2 separate regions of the Macaca mulatta genome follow, and region 1 is linked to region 2. Evidence: chromatin contacts called from public Hi-C data. All regions are on one chromosome and are shown on one strand. The core of a region is the stretch at or near the end of the contact, and the rest is flanking DNA. Distances in the headings are between cores, read along the strand shown. Region 1 holds the start of ABCA1 (ATP binding cassette subfamily A member 1). Region 2 holds the start of SLC44A1 (solute carrier family 44 member 1).

Region 1 (2,700 bases), core at 191-2,690, 330 kb before region 2:
GCGGCGGAGCTCCGAGTTCTGCGCCGCCCGCCGGGGTTATTCCCGGTCATTCCACAGCACCACCTCGCCCCAGCTTCCCCATCTGCGCCCAGGCAGAAGCTGCCCCAAGAGACCAACGGCAAGGGTCTGGAAGATGGGGCGGCAGGGAACGTGGGGGAGGGAGGATTGGGCACCCCACCTCCGGGTTTCCGCAGGCTCTCCTAAGTCTTGTATTTAGAAGAAACAAAACTCGGCCGGGCGCGGTGGCTCACGCCCGTAATCCCAGCACTTTGGGAGGCCGAGACCGGTGGATCACCTGAGGTCCGGGGTTCGAGACCAGCCTGGCCATCAAGTTGAAACCTCGTCTCTACTAAAAATACAAAAATTAGCTGGGTGTGGTGACGCGCCTGTAATCCTAGCTACTCAGGAGCCTGAGGCAGGAGAACCGCTTGAACCCGGGAGGCAGAGGTTGCAGTGAGCGGAGATCGCTCCATTGCACTCCAGCCTGGGCGACAGAGCAAGACTCAAAGAAAAAAAGAAAAGAAAGAAACTCGTTCCGCGCTCTGCGCCAGGGACACCAGCTCGGCTGAGCGCACCGAGACTGTAGGCAGGACCTCCCTACCCCTCAGGTCACAAAGCCCCAAGGCCTCTAGTGAGTAATAGCACCACGGACCCCGTTTGGGACACCTCCAACTCGAGTTCTCGGGAAAAAGGACGCGCTGCTCCAGTCCCGGGGTGCATACAGCAGATTCCCAGGTCAGAACAGACCAGCTTCTTAAGAACCAAGTGAGAACTCAGTGCTGGCATTTGTCTCCGTAGGTACTGGCCGACCCGCAACCAGAGGGGTTTCTAGCCAACTCAGGCCCCTCCGAACAAAGAAGCGCTCCGTGCCGGACCTGCAACTCTCCCCACCCGGCAGCAGCGACCTCAGCACTCCCGGGCACCCCCGACCCCTCTGAGCCCGGGGTACTGCGCCCGGGTCTCCACGCCCAGAGATGCTCCCCAAGTCTCCACCGCCGGGCGAGTCCCGAGCGCAGCAGCGCAGTCCTGGGGTCGCCAGAGCTCGTCCTAGGACATCCTCTTCCCATTTACGCCGCCCCGGGTCCCATTTGGGTTGCAAGTGGTGGGCATGCGGGGCTCCGGATCAAAGTCCCCGAAACCGAGAGCTTCCCGAAGCTTCCTTGGCCTCGCAACAAAACAATAACGCCCAATAAGTCACTGGAGAGCCTCTTACCTGTTTTCCACTTTTGTGTTTGCGTCTCTTTCTCCTACCCCTTGACAAGCCTTCCGGAGAAGGGGAGAAAACAGAACGAGGGGAAAAAACAAGGAGCAAAGCGCCCTGAGAACTAGTCCTGTTGGTGCGCAGAGCCCCCCGCCCTGCTCTGCCCTGCCGCAACCCGGGAGAGAAGGGTCGGCTCGGCTCTGCTGGTCCCGGCCCCACTCACTCTCGCTCGCAATTACGGGGTTTTTGCCGAGACTAGTTCCTTTTATAGATTCGGCTGCCCGGAGCGCAGAGGTTACTATCGGTCAAAGCCTGTTCTCGCCTTCCTCCCCGCCCCCTTCCCGGCCTCTGTTTATGTAGTTCAGTCACTCAGCAGAAAGCACGTGGAGCCGCGGCCCGCCTCTTAAACGGGCGACGTTCAGCCGCCGGTGAAGCTGCTAGGGAGTTGGGAGGAGGTGGGTGGGGTGGGGGTGGAGGGTGCATCAGGTGTCTCAGGGTCCGCGGTCTGCGCCCCCGCTCCCCGCCGGGGCCCGCCGGCCTAAGACCCGCGGGAAGCGCTGAGCTCGGGGCTGCGCCGCAGACTCTCTAGTCCATGTTCCCGGCAGCCAAGGGCACCAGTGGAATTTGCTTCCTCTAAATCGTGCTTTCCGCAATCTTTTTTTCGTTTGTTAGTTTCCTCAGCCGGAGGGAGGGATTGGGGGAGAGGGAGCTCCATACGGAATCCCCCTCAGGACGCCAATCATTTTGTCTTTTGGTACCTTTCAAAGACCTAGGCTGGTCCTCTGGGTAACCGGCTGCTTTTGTTTCCCCCCCCCCCCCAACAAACCTTGACTTTAGTTTTTGATAGCGACCTACTGCCTTCGAGATTCCCAGCCTGAGCTCCCCAGGTCCCTCAGAGGACCTGAGAGGAACATCTTACTGCTTCTCTTCATAAATTGAGAGGAAGGAGGCCACAAAAACAAAAAAAGAAACAGACAAAAACACAGAACAATATGGACCAGCCCCCTTTTAATTTTCATTATATTGATCAGCCTCCCTGTGATAAAAACACAGGACTTGTATTTAGCTTGTATACATTTGTAAAGTGCAGCCAGAGAATTGCAGTCGTGTAAAATTATGTAGTCACTCCAGACCTCCAACTTCTGTTTGCCTTTGCCTGTAGGGAGCAAAACCATCCAAAACATTGGAGGGGCCAAAAAAAAAAAAAAAGGCAAGAGCAAGAATGCAGGCCTACACACCATATGTCTAAATATTTAAGTCATCCATCAAGCCAACAAACTAAATGTCTCCTGCCTTGACAAAGATACCTTTGTAACCACCTTGTGTAGATTCACGTTTAGACTCCACAGTTTGACCTGAGTTTTGGTCAGAATGAGGTGGCATGAGAGAGCGCCCCAAGCCTACTTCTCTTCCCACCTCCAGCTCCATTATATTCCAGAACTCCCACCACCTGCATGCAGACACTCAGCTGCACAAGCCCCCTCCAGGCTACAGTCAAC
Region 2 (2,700 bases), core at 125-2,624:
TTTCCTGTGTCTGTCTTTTGAGACATTCTGTGACAAGATGAAATGACATATGAAGGCTATAACAGTGCCTGATAAATGTGTTTTTTTTTTTTTTTTTTTTTTTTTTGAGACGGAGTCTCGCTCTGTCCCCCAGGCTGGAGTGCAGTGGCCAGATCTCAGCTCACTGCAAGCTCCGCCTCCCGGGTTCACGCCATTCTCCTGCCTCAGCCTCCCGAGTAGCTGGGACTACAGGCGCCCGCCACCTCGCCTGGCTAGTTTTTTGTATTTTTTAGTAGAGATGGGGTTTCACCAGGTTAGCCAGGATGGTCTCGATCTCCTGACCTCGTGATCCGCCCGTCTCGGCCTCCCAAAGTGCTGGGATTACAGGCTTGAGCCACCGCGCCCGGCCGATAAATGTGTTTTTTAACATTAGTCATTACCTTTAATTTCTTTCACTTTTTAACTGTTTTCACCTCACACTGTATTTCCTAACGACTCTTTTGGAACTGTAAATTTCTTGAAGATAGTGACCACGTCTACTCTAACTTGTTGCTGCTTCCTTTAGTCTTACTGATTTAGCAACAGTAACTTGGTAAGTCTCTTTTGTTCGTCTCTTTATTGCCAGTACCAGTTACTGGAACTTAGTGTGTCATAGGTATTTTTAATATAAATTAATGTCCCCTTTTTGTTTTTTGTAGACTATCCTGTATAGGAAAGTTTAGCTTAGATCCAGTATGGCTTTGACTTGCAAGCCTGGGTAACTTTTTGCCTTTTCCTCATTTCTGGCTATTTATTACCATTTCAACCTTGGGGACATTTCATTAGGTTCTTGGTCCCTTTCAAAGCTCAGTTTCCACATCAGCAAAATGGGGACAGTAGCAACAGATACTTCTTTCTTCCAGCCTTCTTATCACCTACTCTTTCTCCAGGAAAGGTTTCTTATGTACGCTTTCCTCTGAAGAAGAGCCGACAGAGCGGTAAGAAGCCATCAGGATCCTGAGTTGTGCGCCCAGTAGGGAGAGGGAGCAGTCTCGCTTGCGTCCCGGGTCCGGAAGCAATCAGGCCCCTTTTCGGCAGCGAGTTGGCCCGGTCTTCGTCTGCCTCAGCCCGCTTTGCCCTCTAGCCTCGAGGCAGAGAGCTGCCTCGGTGCCACCGCTAAATAAGCCCGGCGCCGCGCAGTCTCTGACACGCGCGGAAGGGCCCGGCCTCGTTCTGGCTGCCGCCGCCCTGCCGCCCGCACGGCGCTGCACTGGGGGCGGGGAGTCTGATGGGAGACGCGCGCGGCGCTGAGGAGGCGGCGGCCCGGGAGAGGGAGCGGGAGAGGGACTGGGCGCGGGAGGCGGGAGGCGGGGAACGGAGGGAGGCGCCGCCGCCGCCGCCGCCCGCCCCTTTCCGCTGGGGAGCAGCTGCTGCAGCAGGAGCAGAGCAGGAGCCGCGCAGCCGCCGCCGCCGGGGGATGTGGCCGGTGTCTGCCCCTAGCCGCGCCGCCTCTTGAGTACCAGCCGCCGCTGCAGCCACCGCCGCCGCCTAGCCGTGCGGGGCCAGGCCGCGCCCTCCCCGGGCGCCCGCCGGCTCGCATGCCGAGGGGCTCTGGGGCGTAGCTGCGCGCCCGGCGCCGCCTCCGGGCTCCTTCGGCCCCGCCATGGGCTGCTGCAGCTCCGCCTCCTCCGCCGCGCAGGTGAGGGGCTCCCGCCTCCCGGCCGCCCGCCCGGATGCCTCCCGTGCGCCGCGTCGCTCGGCGGGCGCCCGCCGTCCGATACCTCTCGCTGTCCCCAGCCTCCCTTGAGCGCACCGTGCAGTCCAAAGACCCCCACGCCGCCTTTCCCTCTCCCGGGTGCCGCCGATGCCCGCGCGCTGGCTCCCCGGTCCCGCCGATGCCCGCGCGCTGCTCCGCGGCTGCCGACTCGCAGGCGCCTCTGCGCGTCCCCTGGTGCGCCCTCAGCTCTTCCCGGCCCCTTCCCCACTCGGCCCCCTCCTGCCAGTCACACCTGAGCGGCCCGTCCCGCCAGCCGGCAGGTAGAGGCTGCACTGGCGCCTCCTCTGCCCCAGGTGGCATCCCCTTCCCTGTTCTTCCGGGCCTGGCTCCTCTCTTCCACCTCCGTGGAGTCTCCCCGCCATCCGTCGCCTGTTTTCTGTGCTCCTCGCAGGTGTACCCCCAGCAAGGGCTCTTCACCTCTTCCACCGAATTCCGGTTTCTGCTTCATTAGATATTCTGTCCCTTTTCTCTTGCCTGCTGCCCCCCGGCTGGGTTCAGATGTTTCAGCAGGTCCCGGAGCCCTTCCACGGCCCGCTCCGCAGACCTCGCTTGCTCGCTTGCACCCCATCCCCCCTTGGTGCCGTGACCCGGGCCCCGCGGCCTCCCAGCACTCGGAGGCCCCTGCGGGAGCGCGGATTCTGGGCTGGGAAGGAGATTGGGCACCTGGTGGGTGACGGGAGCGTTACGGAAACTCCCTCTTTGTTGCCAGTGTTACAGGAGGAAGAGGTTCCGAATTTAGTTTTTCTGTGGGCACTGGCTGAATGTTGTCGCTGAGGGCTGAGATGCAGAGATTTCTCCCAGCTTCTACCCTGCCCCCATCCAAATTTCGCCAACCTCCTTCTCTCGGATCCGAGCCCTTAACCTGGGTGGATATGTTTAGACAACTGTATGAGGATCAAATGTAATAGAACTTGACTACTGGCCACTAATAACTGGGAGGACCTGTTTGTAAATTACCTAATTTA

The links. Hi-C and Micro-C count contacts between places; a contact is called where the count stands out from the background.
Region 1: a contact with region 2 is called in a Hi-C map of liver, with 6 times the contacts expected there. The contact joins the promoter of ABCA1 here to the promoter of SLC44A1 in region 2. A contact is called at or near these places in 2 of 14 Hi-C or Micro-C datasets (fetal cortex germinal zone and liver).

Annotation. Positions count from the first base shown.
Region 1 is chr15:53,464,011-53,466,710 of T2T-MMU8v2.0, reverse strand. It overlaps ABCA1 (ATP binding cassette subfamily A member 1), which reads right to left and starts at 1,440. Exons shown (of 50, transcript XM_015117158.3): 1 at 1,214-1,440.
Region 2 is chr15:53,130,420-53,133,119 of T2T-MMU8v2.0, reverse strand. SLC44A1 (solute carrier family 44 member 1) reads left to right here and starts at 1,374. Exons shown (of 15, transcript XM_077968385.1): 1 at 1,374-1,657.